Linked DNA regions of Bombyx mori: region 2 is linked to region 1. Evidence: chromatin contacts called from public Hi-C data. All regions are on one chromosome and are shown on one strand. Each heading gives the region's core, a stretch centred on a gene start, on an enhancer-like site or on the middle of the called end of the contact. The rest is flanking DNA. Distances are from core to core; before and after follow the strand shown.

Region 1 (2,912 bases), core at 392-2,891:
AGTGTTTAATTCAATATGACGCTGAAATATTAGTAGGTATTAATCGAACTCTTTTATTTAAAAAAAGTATCTTTTTTTTTCCCTGCCTATGCTGATAGCCTTGAGAGACTATTTCAACTTCACCCTAACGTGTGTAGGTGAGCTCACGGGGCTCAAACCGGAGTGTTGCTAACACTGACCCTAGCAAGAACAGTGCTTCGCAGAATCTACCACCGGATCGGAAACGCGACCCACTGAGAAGATCCGGCGAGAAACTCAGTGGGCTGTGGGTTAATTTGCTCGTCGAGCCCTTCGTCGCAACCGACGGGTTCGACGAGGACGGTGACAAAAGGTATCAAAAATAAATAAATAAATAAAAAACCTTTTTAAATAAATTCGAGGTTTATTAAAAAGTAATACGCCGAAGTGCCAATCCTAAGGTCCTTTTATTCCTCAAATGCTAAAGTAGCGGGAAAAGATTTGCATAAAATTGTCTTGTTGTCGGGCTCCCGCGTAAATGGCCGGCCGAGGTAATGCTACTAAATGTTTATTCAGTTTCGCTTTTACTCTTCAACAAATACGAATATACTTTGACACGTTTGTTTGCGGCTCAGCAGTGTAATGGGAACATGATCAAAACTCGACAAACGGCCGTCTGGTGTAGTGGTAAGTGACATGGTCACTACACAAGGGGGTCGCGGGTTCGAATCCCGCCAAGGGAAGATATTTGTATGATAAATATAAATGTCTTTTCCAGGGTTGTGGATGTATATTAAAATATATGTATGTGGTATAATAAAAATCTTACGTTTATATCCGTTATCTGGTACCTGTAACACAAGTTCTTTACGAACTTATCACGGGACCAGTTACCTAACGTGGCATGATTGTTAGTAAATATTGTTAGTAAATTATTTTATTTAACTTTTTTCAAGAGCAATTATTAGGAATAGATTAGGACTTTATTTCGTTCAACAACGATCATGTGTGAAGAAGTACTTTCAAAAAAATTGTTTTTTGTGATTTAAAAACGATGACCGTACTGCTGATTTACAATAATCTATATATGTAAAAATGAATTGCTGCTCGTTAGTCTCGGTAAAACTCGAGAACGGCTGGACCGATTGGCTAATTTTGGTCTTGAATTATTTGTGGAAGTCCAGAGAAGGTTTAAAAGGTAGATAAATATGAAAATGCTTAGAATTAAATAAAAATAACGAATGGATTCCTTTTGTTTGTTTTATGTTTATTTTATACAAAAGCTTAGGTCTTTTATTTATCGATTGAGGCACTACGAAGTCTGCCGGGTCAGCTAGTCAAAGATAAAATAAATCACTTAAACTCTATTCCTATTACGAGGTCCCTTTTGACACTTCTTAGAATGTAACTCTACATTTAAAAAATACACAATCAATCTATATCATTATACAATTAATTATTTATCCCAAAGAACTTCGTAATTGGAATAAAGTATAGTCTATGAAACGTATACAAATTAACAAAAATTAAACAAGAGACGTCCATCGGCGGGGGTTGATGTCGCGTCACCCCGTGCCGTTCTAATAAAGAAATTCCTATTTGTCGGTGCCACAGCCCACAGAGCAATAGGAATCGGCAAGTGTCTCGCGCGAAACCGTAAACGGACAAGCGGACTGAATACAAAACAGGACCCCACCCCGTACCGCCTGCCACCCCACCCGTCCCCCCATCTTTATGCCCTTCTTCCTTACTGTGTAACAAAGACTCCCCTCTTACACTCCAACGTGTTTACGTATGTGTGCGTTTAGTTAAAGTAAAACTGTGTGCGTAATAGTTCGGGATTTTGTAGTTTCAAATATTTCATATTAAATTTCGGGCCTCTATCAATATAATGTGTTTGGGTTATCTTTTGTTGGAGTTACGGCTGAATATAGGGCTCCGTTGGTGCTGACCTTACTAGTTTAGGCTTTGTTTCACATTGTATTGATTATGTTTGAATACATTTACTGTTTGAATCTAGAATCTTGTTTTATGGATGATTGCGTCTTATAAATATTTCGTAATTACAATCAAAATTTGTTTTGTGGTTGATTTACGTTACAAAGAACTTACTTCTCTCTGATGTGTTATTTTTTTTCTTTTTTCTTGGCTGTATCAATGAATAGTTAGTTAACTTTAATGTGTTTTTATTTTCTAATACTCATAAGTTGCTCATAGGCTTACTACTTAATGTTGCCAGTTATTAAAAAAATATTTTAATTATTAATATTTGATACTCTATTCTACGGCTACATCACCTGTCACCGGACAAAGGTCCATATTACTTGGAACCAATGCACTATTGTAGCTTCTAGGCGTAATTTTTAAATGGAGTTACAAAGAGAGCAACTTGAATTGTCTATGAACGTGAGAAATAGTAGCTTTTAGCTTGATGACACTAAAAACGGAAGACACGTCCGAAGACGGAAAAAATTACAGGACGTTTGTTAGCATCGGTCCAATATTTTTTAATTTTACGAAAAAAAATACATCTTTCAATTTAAACGAAGAAAAAAAACGCTTTTAAATTAAGAAAAGCAAACAGCAAAACCATTATCAAGGAAAGTATTGCGATACTCTAAATCAAACTGAAAAAACACAGAACGAAAATTCCCTCAAAAAAACACGACCACTCTCAAATAAAACTTCACACAAAAGTTCTAATTAGCTAAAAACCTTTTTCAATAAAAATAAAAACAATGTTTCGCAAAACTCAGACATTCAATAAAGGTAAGAAAAAGCCCGCAGCGGCTTGCTTTGTGGGCAAAAAAATTCTAGAGAAGTGATAAAACTTGGAGTCGCCACCCACCGCCCGCATTCACGGGCGATTTAAATTTAGAACTCCATTATTATTAAATTACTTTTTAATTTTGTCTCTCGCCAATTAGAAGCCAGACAGTATTCAAGTGTTATCT
Region 2 (2,972 bases), core at 77-2,576, 140 kb before region 1:
TTATCATTTTTCATAAAAATAAGAATATAAATTAAAATAAGACATGAATTAAAGGTCTTAGTTACCAGGTCATAAAATCCCTTAAAAAAAACACGATTTTGGCGCCCATTTTTATAAATTTTCAATATTTTATCTAAAATTGTTATTGTTGGACTAAAAATTATATTTAACATCAATTTGACAAAACCGACTTTTTATGGGTCAAGAAAAAAATATATATACTCTGTTGTTAGTTATTACATGAAAACTTTGGATTTTGTTTAATGAAAAAATCCCCTTAACTACATATAAAAATATACATATAAACGTAACCCCTATCCGTAACATTTGATATAAAAAGCCCTCGTCTATGATTTGATTTAACCAGCGAGTCTATTTTTTCTATGATCGAGGGGCTGTATTGTATACAAAAACATCGTCTAATTTATTCGTATTTCTATTTGACGATTGGTTGGAAGTGTGGCAAATGAATTTAAATATGTATCTGTGTTAATATAAGGTGGATGATATATCTACGTGATACAGGGAGTCAGCGTTGTTTTTCAAAAAAAAATTTTTCTTTTTCGAACGTGCCAGTCTTATTTTGTGAAGTAGATAGGTACCTAATTTCTATATTTTTAATCGATTTCAAAAAATTAAGAAACCTTATCATTCTTATTTGGTCCCATTTATATTTGATCAAGATCTGACAAGTAATTTTGAGTTATTCTTAATAATGCATTTTTAATTGATTTATTCTCTTTGATTTTGTTGAATTCGGTTTTATTATTATTAATTGTTTTTACAAAACCAAATACTAGATGACGGACAACCTACAGCCTAAGTGTATGTACATATGTATACATCTATATCGAAACGATGTCTCTAGGCAGAACTATAGGTTTACATAATTGGTTATTTTTCGTAACAATTTTACATGACTAAAGGTAACTGAAGCTCCCTTGAATCATGGGAAGGGAGTAATGTATTTGTTTGTCTAAAACATACTGAACTTCCATCTTGACTGCTATAAAATATGACAGTGAGAATTAAAACATAATAAAAAATAAATATAATAAAAAATCACACATATCATATCATACACACAGATCAAGCTTCAGAAGTCTAATCAAGTATTAGTAAATAGATATATTTATTAATAAACTTATCAAAAAATGGCTTCAATTTAATACAAATGTATAATAATAGTATTTTAAAAAAACGTTCGGAATTGTTATACCGAAATACTCTACGCAAATTGGTAATGCCATAAAATATAAGGGGTTCGCTTTTAAGGTCCGCCATTTCTCTGAGCACAACCCTAGGGATATTAATAATACAGTTCCCTGTAAGAAATCTCGCGCAGCGAGGGTGGGCCGGCTAAATGCTTCGCGTTCCCTGCGTCACAAAGCAAAAAAACACGTCGAAACACCTACAGAAAAATACACTTTAAACGTAATGGGTTATGGCCTATTTCACAACGCATGCAGTCGAGTACTTAATCACCAGTTTCTCCCGCATAATAGGTACCTATGTATAATGGTCTCGTACTTGGGCCTTTTTGTGTAAAATGTTGTGACGCCTCGCACGCTTCGTATTCAAAGATGGCCGCTGATTTTGCATGCTTTTAAATTACTATTCTTTTTTTCGCATTCATTAAAAATCTTAATTTGATTACCTAACAATCACTTTCAGTCATTAATGTTTATTTTTAATCATTAATCTAATGGTTAAAAACACTTTTACTCGCATTTGTTTAATCACAAAAATTTCTGCTTTTTAAGGTACATACATCTGTGGAAACTTTAATGACCTTAATTAGTAGGCAATTTGTTTCCGTTTACTTGCTATGTATGAAAATACTTACGTTAAATTAAACTAAAAGAATATAGATGTACAAAATATACCTAATTTTATGTAATACTAAAATTTTACCAACATATTTATGGTAAAACACATGCCTACATTTGAATTTTGATTTATAGAAAACTCGCACAGTAGAAGAACAGACAATATAGAACTCAAATTTTCACAAAACCTTTTTATTAAACTGACTATTTTTAAATATCATATAATAATTCTACTGGCCAGTAATATTTGAATTCTCTTTGTTTTTTTAGAGCAGCTGATAGTGAACTTGTCCATGCCCAATATTGATCGAATATCAATTTATAGTAATCGATACTGTGTAGTTTTGTGAAATAATACAGCTGTATTGTGATTATGATTGGTTTCCCATGTGAAATTACATACAAACATTTTAGTTAAAAAAACAGGAAATGTTACCAAGATAAAAAGATAACAACTAGCAAAACGAATTTAACTAATTAAACAATTAAACTGTAATCAATTCATCACAAGCACATTATTGCACTAATCCTTGATAGATTTAGCAATAAAGGTCATAACGAATTATTTCTTAAATATTTTGTATTTACCTTTTTAATGCATATTTAATTAATTACAATTTATATTTAAATATCAAAATTTAATTACGCTTCTACTTACCTTGTTCTTTTAATGATCGTCGTGACTTCAAATGCTTTGGGCATTTCACCATGACATTGTAAGACTGTTTTTTATAAATGCTTCCTACGAAATAAAGCTAATTGAATCTATACTGTAGACTTTAAGTTGACGCTAATTCATAGGGACGCTAGTAAAAAAGTGTAAAGAGTATCAATAGGCATACTTTAAACAGTAAACATCACTAATGTTTCAAACATTACTATTTTACCAGCCGTCTCAATTTTAAATATCGATTCTGCAATCGATACGTGTACTCATATCGAGTTATCGACAAAAGGACGTCAATCGCTACGAAGTGTCGACTGATCGCGAGTAAATATTGGTTCTGGCGGTACACCGCTCTTTCTTTTTTTTATCGAAAGCGCGCGCCCCTGGCCGAGTTAGAGGTTATCGTTCTATTTTTAAATACCTCATCGTTCGATTTTTGATTCACGAAAACCTTCTTTCTATTAAATAAAATCTTC

What was found. Hi-C and Micro-C count contacts between places; a contact is called where the count stands out from the background.
Region 2: a contact with region 1 is called in a Hi-C map of middle silk gland, with 2.5 times the contacts expected there. The contact joins two enhancer-like sites. A contact is called at or near these places in 3 of 7 Hi-C or Micro-C datasets (middle silk gland, posterior silk gland and whole pupa).

The regions. Positions count from the first base shown.
Region 1 is chr25:10,170,505-10,173,416 of ASM3026992v2, reverse strand. No RefSeq gene overlaps it. Among protein-coding and RNA genes, the nearest start is that of LOC119630565, 7.8 kb to the right of the region's middle. Within about 2 kb of position 1,641, at least 1 of the 8 cell types and tissues checked has open chromatin away from gene starts, as enhancers often do.
Region 2 is chr25:10,305,940-10,308,911 of ASM3026992v2, reverse strand. No RefSeq gene overlaps it. Among protein-coding and RNA genes, the nearest start is that of LOC134201429, 3.7 kb to the right of the region's middle. Within about 2 kb of position 1,326, at least 3 of the 8 cell types and tissues checked have open chromatin away from gene starts, as enhancers often do.